Regions from separate parts of the Ovis aries genome. Here region 2 is linked to region 1. The links are chromatin contacts, called in public Hi-C maps. All regions are on one chromosome and are shown on one strand. Each heading gives the region's core, a stretch centred on a gene start, on an enhancer-like site or on the middle of the called end of the contact. The rest is flanking DNA. Distances are from core to core; before and after follow the strand shown.

Region 1 (4,917 bases), core at 1,639-4,138:
CATAGGTCTAGCGCAACTCGTGACACAGAGTAAAAAGTAAATGCTTGCTCAATAGATGAATTTATAATACTAAATGTTATCATTACATTGTTGACTAAAAGAAAAATTCAGAACCTAAAATTTGAGCATGCAAGAGTTTGAATCGCTTCAGTTGTGTCCAACTCTTTGGGACCCAGTGGACAGTAGCTCTCCAGGCTCCTCTGTCCATGGGATTCTCCAGGCAAGAATACTGCAGTGGGTTGCTATGCCCTCCTCCAGGGGATCTTCCTGACTCAGGGATCAAACCCCCATCTCTTACGTCTCCTGGATTGGTAGGCAGGTTCTTTACCACTAGTGATACCTGGGAACACCCTAAAAGTTGAGAGTTATATTTTATTTGGTAGGAATTTTTAGGACTTTAATCCTGGGAGGCGGCATCTTAAGACACCCTGAAAAAACTGTTCTGAGGCATCAATGGGGGAGCCAAGTTATACAGAAGTTTTGCAACAAAGACCATGTAGTTAGAACTTCCAAAGTTTACTGTTGAAGAAAAACAGATATCCCAAGTTAAGAAAGTTAGGGCTTTTCAGTGTATGGGAGGATGCAAGAGTCTGGACTCACTGAAATTATTCCTCTGATATTCAAGCTCAGCAATCTCAGTATTCTATATTTTTAAATTGTGAGTTTTCTCAGGGCTCACTGTGGGGAATGGCTGCAGTCACATGGCTACAGTTGGCAGGTATTCTTTCCTTCCAGAGTCCCCTCAGGGCTCACCAGCTCATGTATGGCAGCTGGCTACAATCAGTGATGACTGCGACATCCTTTGTTTACTGATATGGCAGGCAATATTTCATTTCTTGCTTCTTAAAGTTTGTTCCCTTCAAAGTAGGGCAGAACAATAAAGTATACTTTCCCTTTGATATATATCATCTGCTGTGATTTACCGACACTACTTGGCATTAAATTTAGAAACAATATAATTAAATATATATTAACAAGCTTAAAAATGCACATTCAAGTATGACATGCTTATGTCAAATTGTAGCTCAAAAATCCTTACACTTGCAACCAAAATAAATGTATGTATATTTTGTTCTCAGTTGCATGGATAGCTAATGTATATGTAGCCTGGTATAATCTACCATAATATTTCACAGAATCACAGAGGCTTGTGTTTTAAAATTCAACTGACAAGTTCTATATTTAATTATTAACCTGTTTCATTGTCTATTGCTTGACTTCCCAATAATCAACACCCATGCTCACTTTGCTTAATTGGAGACTAATTCAATCAAAAAGGCAGTCTGGGCTTTGTGGGAATTTCCTATTGTGCAAAACAATCTTCAAGACTATCTAGCTAATTATTTCCTATTGTGTACTCCTGAAGTTGGAAATATTTGCTCTACTGCTAAAAATGTTTTTCTAAGGACAAAGCTGTCTTCTTTCTTGTGTCTGTCCTTACTGTCTTTCAGTGAATTTTAGCACGTCCAAAATGTTTAAATCCCATCCTCAAATTGCTATTGGTCACAATCAAGTGGTGTCTCTATCACCTAGTTACTTTATGAAGGTAACAGTGACATTGGTTCTAGAACCAATGTCATGAGCAACATTATGGAGTATAACCATTATTGAGTGGTCCTCTCCCCCAAGTAACTTATGCCACCACTCCACAGTGGTTCCATTGCCATTTTCCTGCTGAGAATGTCTCTTACTAGGTTATTATCTATAGTGGATAAGAAATTTCACATAACAGTAGTTGTGTGATGTATAGAATCATCAGTGACCCCTTATCAATAGCATTCCTGTGTCATAATGAAACTGAAGGGGAGACACAAACAACTCAGAAACTCTCATGGCTTCCCACCAAAGTACTACAGTTTCTCTATCTGAGGAGATGAGGCAGAGTCTTACTTAAGGCCATAATTATCCTCCTTTGGATTCTCCCAGTGTTTCAGTGTTTTCTTCCAGCTTGAATTGCTCCTCTCTCTTTCCTGGGGGAACTAGATGGTGCTTATCCTGTGGGTTTGCTATACTGAGAATTATAAGACCCCTTCCTTCTTTCAACAACCTTTTATTCGGCAACTACCACACATCAAGCTCAGCAGATACAGTGGAGAATGGGCCAGGTGGAGCCACTTTCCTCAGAGTATATGATATGGGCTAGCAAAAATCCAAGAATTAGGACAAACTCCCTGCTTAGGCAAGGGCCCTTACCCTCCTCACTGGTGTCTAATCCCAAACCAACATTATAGAGGTTACAATATTATTTACAAATCTAGTATTTAGTATAAGTTTACAAATTCTTGGTGATGTATTCTGCTCCAACTTGTAATGAGGGCACGCCTGGCTGCTCTAGGAAACTAGAAAACGTTAAGATTGAATTTAAATCAAGTATTTTATAAATCTTACAGGTGAAGCCTAGCTCTGGTTGCTAGGCAACCTGACGGACTCTCCAGCAGGGACCAACTTGCCTCCCACACTAGACCATCTCTCCCCAGTGGTGGGACGCGGAGGCCTCATTGGTTCTCATCTCCTCTCGCTGAGCTTCAATTGGCCGGAGAACCTCTCACTCCGTTCCCGTTGGCTCTCGCCGTGTCTCGCCGCTCTGTCATTGGTAGGCCGGCTCTCGGGCCACCACACGTCACTCTCTCACCCCATTTTCTCGGCCCTCCGGCTTTGTCCCCGCCCCTTCCCCCGCCCTTCCAGCCACAAGGGAAACCCCTCAGCTAGTGTTTCCTCTAGTTTCCTTCGGATTGGTTGAAGCTGGGCTAGGGGGCGGGCACTCCGGCGCTCCTCTGCTGGCCACGATTGGCTGCTGGGGCCACTGTCCCGCCTCTCACGGGCTCCCGGCCTTGCCGGAGTCCGGTGGGTCCGCGGCTATAAAGCTAGTGGCGGAGGGGAGGCGGCTCGCACTACCCCTTCGTTGGTCGTTCACTTTCTACGACCACCGCCCGGTCATATTTGGGTGAGTGTCCCGAGTGGAGGAGTTGACCCGGGCTGCCGAGGCCTCGCGGGCAGGATGAGGGCACGGCGCATTGGTGTCCTTGACTAGGCCCGAAGGAGCTCCTGCTCTGTCGGGTCAGGGCTAAGGTTTGGACCTGGACCTGGACCTGGAGGATAGGGCGTTGGGAGCGGGGTCCGTGCGGGGCTTCCCCTGCCGGGGACCTGGGGCCGACCGCGGTGGGTCCTGGAGGACAGGGGCATTAATGTGGGCAGGCGAGTCGCAGAGGGGAGAAGGAGAGGGTATTGAGGGGTAGGCTTCTGATGAAATAGTCAGGAGCTGGAGGTGCTAGGGGAGTGGCTGTGACCACCTTGAGGGGATGGGGGTGGGTACATGAGGGGGCCAAGAAAGGAGCTGGCCTGCTAGGGTGTTCCCGCAGCCTTGGCTTCAGGGTGGACGCCGAAGGATGCTGAGGATCACACTTGGAGCCTTGTAGGTTGGCAGGGGGTGTGTCTTCTTGCCTCTTAAAGAGAGTGACTGGGAGGAAGGGAGGTGGGCAGCGTTGCTCTTCTTCCCTAGCTCAGGTGCGAGAAAGCATCACAACCGTGGTTTAACCTGGCTGAGTACTTCACACTCTTGACTGCTTCAGTATGTGCTTGCTTCCAATATCACAGGTCCCTGCTCCCACCTTCCAGCCTCCATATTTTTTAAGCTCATATATATATATATATATATGTCTCTTCCGTGTTCTGAAAGTCCGTATCTCCGTCCTGTTAATAGCTTCAGAATCAGCCTGACTTGTTATGATGATGTAATGGGCAGGCACGCATAGGGCTTCACACACAGTAGGCTTTGGGTTGAACCAAGGACTTTTCAAAACTCGATATATGGAGTCTTTGAAAAACGTGTGAATTGCCTTGACCAGTGGTAGAGAAGGGATTACCCACCCTGGAGGAGAGTTTTGGACAATAGGTAATGTGAGGCTGTCCCTGTTGGTTCCAGCTGCCCTGCGGCCTTGGTTTAGGGCGTCACAGGCTTCTTCGCTCACCTCTGCATCAACTCTTCCCTCAGACTGATGCTCTTGCCAACCTGCTGCACCTGAGATGTTCTAGCTGCTGCTGAGTAACATTTGCTCTATTTCAGGGATGAATTATGAAAAACCATGGCAAGATAAATGAGAAGATTAAGACACAAGGAAGGGCCAGTAAGATTTTTCCTTCTGAGGTGGAGTTTAGACTTCTTTGCACAGATTTCTGTTAGAAGGCTAACTGAAAGTCCTTACCCTGTATCTAGGCCAAATGGTTCTTTGCAGCTTGAGATATCCAAGCAGTTTGTGGTTTTTTATTTTTAAAATTTGAGTTATTTTTTTTGTGTGTGGATGAGGAGGGCAGGGATAGCAGATCTTAAGGAAAAGGAGAAAGACTTTATTTTCTGTGTGTCTAAACTTTGCAGGTCTGTCTCCTAAGTTTGTAAATTTGCACGTAAATCAGTTCCAGTGTAGTTCAGTTTAATTCTAGTTTAGTAAGTAGCCCCAGTTCTCAGAAGGTGTTTTAGATTGGGCGAGTTATACGAATATTATGTTTGGGGCCATAGAAGTCCATGTCCTAATCCTGGGCCTTTGTTTTTTCTTTTTCTTTTTTAAAAATATTTCTCCAGAGTGTTTTTACATCTTGTTTCTCTTAACTGAGGGATTGATTTTGAGATTTTTTTTTTCTGATTGACGTTTTCGATAGCTTTTCTCACGGGAAATGCAAAACCCTGATATTGGTGTAATATGTGTTTCCTGGGGACCCTAGCATTATTTAAAACAGCAATCCAGTAGAACTGAATGGGGGGAGATGCATTGGGGCTGTGGACGGAGGAGTTTAATGGGCTATATATCAGAATCTCTATTTAGTTTCATTTGAAAAAGAAAACAGTCATAATTTTGTTGGGTTTATTAAAAAACCAAGCATCACAGGATGTGATATTTTGTTTCTCAAGACAGTGGTATAGAT
Region 2 (4,917 bases), core at 850-3,349, 140 kb after region 1:
GAAGCCAGATCTTTACTTCAGAGGTCTTACTTGTTAAGTCAGTTTTATAAAGGACACCTTACAACATTTTAGGAGGTACCACTTTAAGTCAAAAGCATCCTATTCAGTTGAAACTTCTAAATAGAAACTTAACTCAAAAGGTTATATATCATCGGAAAAGAAGAAAAAAGCCACAGAATAAGCACTAAGCTGGGTGTGTTTACTATGAAAACTGCTTTAGGATGCCTAATATTAGGAAACTCAACTTACAGCAGACCTATAACAAAGATTAGCTTGCCTTAAGAAGTCAGTTTTCACTAAATAGAAAAGACACCTAAGCTGTGTTTGTCTCCACTGTAATGACAACTCTCAAGACTGGTAAATACCCCATTCTATTTTGGGGGTTATCAAAGCAGGTACCAGTGCTGCAAAAGAGTCTCTCACATTCTACCTCCAAGACCATTTGGGAAACTAGAAAGAATCGACACTTCGCAAATGACTCCCGTGAGTGACTGCTCAAAGCAGCTTAGCAGCAGAAATCTACTAACCAAACATTCAGAGACATCCTCCCTAACCCACGCCCTCATCCTGCACTGAAGTGTGCAATAAGAACACTTGAAAAGGCTGCAAGAAGTTAAAATGCCATGATTACGTGGAAAGCGTGACCAGCCTTCTGCAGCATGGTCTCTGTTAAGAGATATTGTTAAGTGTCCTCGGGTCCGAGAGCGCACCCTCCACAGACTTTCGGTAGGTAGTCTACAGAAGGTGGGTAAAAAAGGCATGTGGGGGAAGGGAAGAGATCTGAAGGCACAAACTTAGCTCCTCAGCCCACCACCCTGCTTACCGTCGACAATCAGGGTGATGTCAGTAAACCGGTCCTGCTCTCGCTGTTCATTCAATCGGTCCAGGATCATTTTATGATGTTCAGGGAACTCCTGAAGGCATTCCATCGTCTCTTCGGCCTCCATGGCCGTCCAGTTGCTCTACAAAAGAGGAGCATGATAATGTACACCCATGAGCTCGGGCTGAGGAACAAAACCCCTAAAGCATAAAATAACAACAAAAAAAACAAAACCCCAGCAACGTGAAAGAAGGGGGGAGGGTGAGGCAAGAGGAGAGGAAGGCGAGGGAAGAAAGAAAGGCGAGCCGGGCGGCCGCCGCGCGTTGGGGGCCGGAGCCGCGGCCGCGGGACTCCGAGCCTGACCTAATTGGAGTCGGGAGACGCGAGCTGGAGCGGGGTGGGCACAGCGCCGGAGGCTCCGAGCGCCGGGGCGCGCAAGTCCGGCAGGGGAGGAGACCCTACAGCCGCCGCGGCCCGCTAACGGCCCGCCAAGCCCCTCGGCCCGTCCCTGGCTCCCGCCTTCCCGGGACCCGGTCCGGCCCGCGGCCCACAACGACTCCCGGGTCGCCTCTCCCTCCCCCTCCCTCCCTCTTCTCCCCCTCCCCGACCGGGCCGGCACTCACTCAGGGAAGGAGGAGCGGCCCGGGCCTGCGCGTCACTTACGTCGACGTGCTGCGTCACGGCGTCGGACTCCGGCTGACGCGGACGCCTAAGCGCAGACTAGAGAGCGGGAGGGCCACGCCCCCGCCCGCCCTCCTCTAATGGCAGGGCGGAGCTAACCGAGCGGATTTGGCTCTCGCTAAGCCTAGGCCGCTCGCGAAGGGAGGAGGGAGTGCAGCTGAGGCGGGGTTAGGCCGGTTTACAGCCTGGCTTTGTCGGGGGTGGGGCTCCACCTTCTACCCACCCGCGCCACACTCCAGGTGTGAGCACTTCCGAGCCGGACCTCAGAATAAACTCGCAACCGGTTCCGGGTGTGTTTTATACCGCTGCCCACCCCCCCACCACCACGCCCCGCCCCGTCCCCTTTCCTCCCGAGGCCTAAGTCTGGCCGCCTTACCTAGCTCACGATCCTCCCTCTCTCCTCTCAGTCCTGAAAGCTTTTCCTTCTCTGCTCTCCCCTCTCGGGGCGAAACTCGCCCCGCACGTTTCCCTACCGCTGAACAGGGCCTCTCCAGCCATTTCCTCGCCAGTGTCCGGGCGCTCCCTCTGCTTGGGTCCGGCCGGCGCACGTGCGCTCGCTCCGACACCCGGTCGGCCGCGGCGCGGGCAGCGGCGGCCACGGGCGCGAGCACGTTCCGGCCGCCTAGGATCTTCCTCCCGGGTGCCCGCCCTCTCTGTGTACGGCGGGCAGCGCATGTTTGGTAGAATTAGGTCCTGTGGCTGCTCGGGTTATTACACGTGGTGCTGTTAACTGCAGCTCACCACTCCCCAGGTCCCGCGCTTAAAGAGGCCAGTGACCCATAGTCAGCCCCACGTGACTGGATCATTCATTCGTTCCTGGGGGGGGGGCGGTGGCGGGGAAAGACTTTTTTGAGAATGAGACAGTCAAAATTTACTCATTCTTTTCTCTCAAAAGAGAGGTTAGGATTAAGCATTAGGGAAGGGTTTAAATAGCTGTCTGCAGGGGTAAATGTAGCTCAGTCGTGTCCCACCCTTCGGAACCCCATGGACTGTAGTCCATGGAATTCTCCAGGCCAGAAGAGTGAGTAGCCGTTCCCTCCTCCAGAGGATCTTCCTGATCCAGGATTCGAACCGGGGTCTGCTATACTGCAGAGGGATTCTTTACCAGCTGACCTACCGGGGATCTGGGCTTCCCTGATGGCTCAGACAGTAAAGGACCCTCCTGCCAATGCAGGAAACACAAATTAGATCTCGGGGTTGGGAAGATCCCCTGGAAGAGGAAATGACAACCCACTCCAGTATTCTTGCCTGGAGAATCCCATGGACTGAAGAGTCTGGCGGGCTACAGTCCATGGGGTCACAAAGAGTCAGATGCGGCTGAGAGACTAACACTTTCAAGGGTAAATGTAATGATTATTTCAGCAGACATTTATTAAGAGCTGACGTTGTCTTAGGCACTGTTTAGTGTTGGTTGCTCAGTCATGTCCAACTCTTTGTGACCCCACGGGCTGTAGCCCACCAGGTTCCTCTGCTCCATGGAATTCTCTACAGGCAAGAATACTGGAGTGGGTTCCCATTTCCTTTTACAGGGGATCTTCCCCACCCAGGGAATGAACCGGGGTTTAGAGCCACCAGAGAGGCCTAGGCACTATTTAAGGGACTAGGAACTCCAATGGTGAACAAGGCATATGTGGTTTCTGCTTTCCTGATCTTAGTATGATAGAGTAAATAGACATTACTGAACAATGAATTTCCTGGGTGCTGAGTGTTATGAGACAGAACAAGATAATCTGGAGGTCAAGGAAAACTAGTGACATGTGAAGTCTGAGTGTTCTTAGTCAATAACATGCTGAGGTATGGGAGAGACTAAAGCTCTCCGAAACTGAAGGAATGTTGCTGGGCAGACCCACAAGGGCCTTGTAAACAGTGTAAAGGCATAGAGTTTCTCATGATGGCGAAGGGAAGTCTTGAAGATTGAGCAGGATAGTGATATCGTAAATTTTACTTTGTAAAGAGAATTCTATGGAGAAAAGATTAAATGGGATGAAATAGAAGTAGAGATTAGTTGGGAGATTGTTAGAAATCTAGCTGAGCACCGAAGAATTGATGCTTTTGAACTGTGGTGTCGCAGAAGACTCTTGAGAGTCCCTTGGACTGCAAGGAGATCCAACCAGTCCATTCTGAAGGAGATCAGCCCTGGGATTTCTTTGGAAGGAATGATGCTAAAGCTGAAAGTCCACTACTTTGGCCACCTCATGCGAAGAGTTGACTCATTGGGAAAGACTCTGATGCTGGGAGGGATTGGGGGCAGGAGGAGAAGGGGATGACAGAGGATGAGATGGCTGGATGGCATCACCAGCTTGATGAACGTGAGTTTGAGTGAACTCCGGGAGTTGGTGATGGACAGGGAGGCCTGGCGTGCTGCAATTCATGGGGTCGCAAAGAGTCAGACACGACTGAGCGACTGAACTGAACTGAACTGAATGTTAGTAATCCAGATGAAACCATGGTGGCAAATGAGATTAGAAAATTGACAGAGGGAATTGCCTGGTGGTCCAGTGGTTAGGGGCTTGCCTTAGTGATAACCTGCCTGCCAGTGCTGGAGACATAAGAGATCTGGGTTTGATCCCTGGGTCAGGAAGATACCCTGGAAGGGGAAATGGCAACCGACTCCAGTATTCTTGCCTGGAGGATTTCGTGGACAGAGGAGCCTAATGGACTACCATCCATGGGATTGCAGAGTTGATTGCAACTGAGTGACTTCCGCTAACTCAGTGCATTGGTTAGGACTCCACTCTTCACTGAAGGGGCTGTAGGTCTGATCCCTGGTGGGGCAACTGAGCTTCTACAAGCCACCTGGTGAGGCCAAAAAAAAAAAAAAAAAAAGGACAAGAAGGCATTTTACATTTGGATCTGTATAGAGCTGGGAGGAGAGAGCTAACCTTAGAGATCTGGAAAATTTTAGCATAAAATGGCTGTTGAAGCCATGGGAAATGGTGAGATTGTTTTAGGAGAATCTGTGGGAATGATGGACTACTGAGCTGATTGTAGATTAACTTGAACTCCTGGTGTTTAAATATTATTATCATCATTATTATTTACAGAGTTTTTAAGATGAAGAAATTGCACCTAGAAATAGGCATTTTAGAAATTCCAATCTATATGGCTGCTTTCCTATAAAACAACAACTGCTAAGTCACATCAGTCGTGTCCGACTGTGTGACCCCATAGACTGCGGCCCACCAGGCTCCTGTCCCTGGGATTCTCCAGGCAAGCATACTGGAGTGGGTTGCCATTTCCTTCTCCAGTGCATGAAAGTGAAAAGTAAAAGTGAAAGTGAATTTGCTCAGTCCTGTCCAACTCTTCACGACCCCATGGACTGCAGCCCACCAGGCTCCTCCATCCATGGGATTTCCCAGGCAAGGGTACTGGAGTGGGTTGCCATTGCTGTCTTTGAAAACAACAACTAGTGCCGG

What was found. A called contact is a pair of places that touch in the nucleus more often than the background predicts.
Region 2: a Hi-C map of liver shows a contact between it and region 1, with 2.2 times the contacts expected there. The contact joins the promoter of ZNF131 here to the promoter of HMGCS1 in region 1. A contact is called at or near these places in 3 of 16 Hi-C or Micro-C datasets (blood, liver and muscle).

Annotation. Positions count from the first base shown.
Region 1 is chr16:31,541,167-31,546,083 of ARS-UI_Ramb_v3.0, forward strand. It overlaps HMGCS1 (3-hydroxy-3-methylglutaryl-CoA synthase 1), which reads left to right and starts at 2,889. Exons shown (of 11, transcript XM_042233813.2): 1 at 2,889-4,917.
Region 2 is chr16:31,686,202-31,691,118 of ARS-UI_Ramb_v3.0, forward strand. ZNF131 (zinc finger protein 131) reads right to left here and starts at 2,100. Exons shown (of 8, transcript XM_060400453.1): 1 at 1,725-2,100; 2 at 824-962. The coding sequence starts at 947.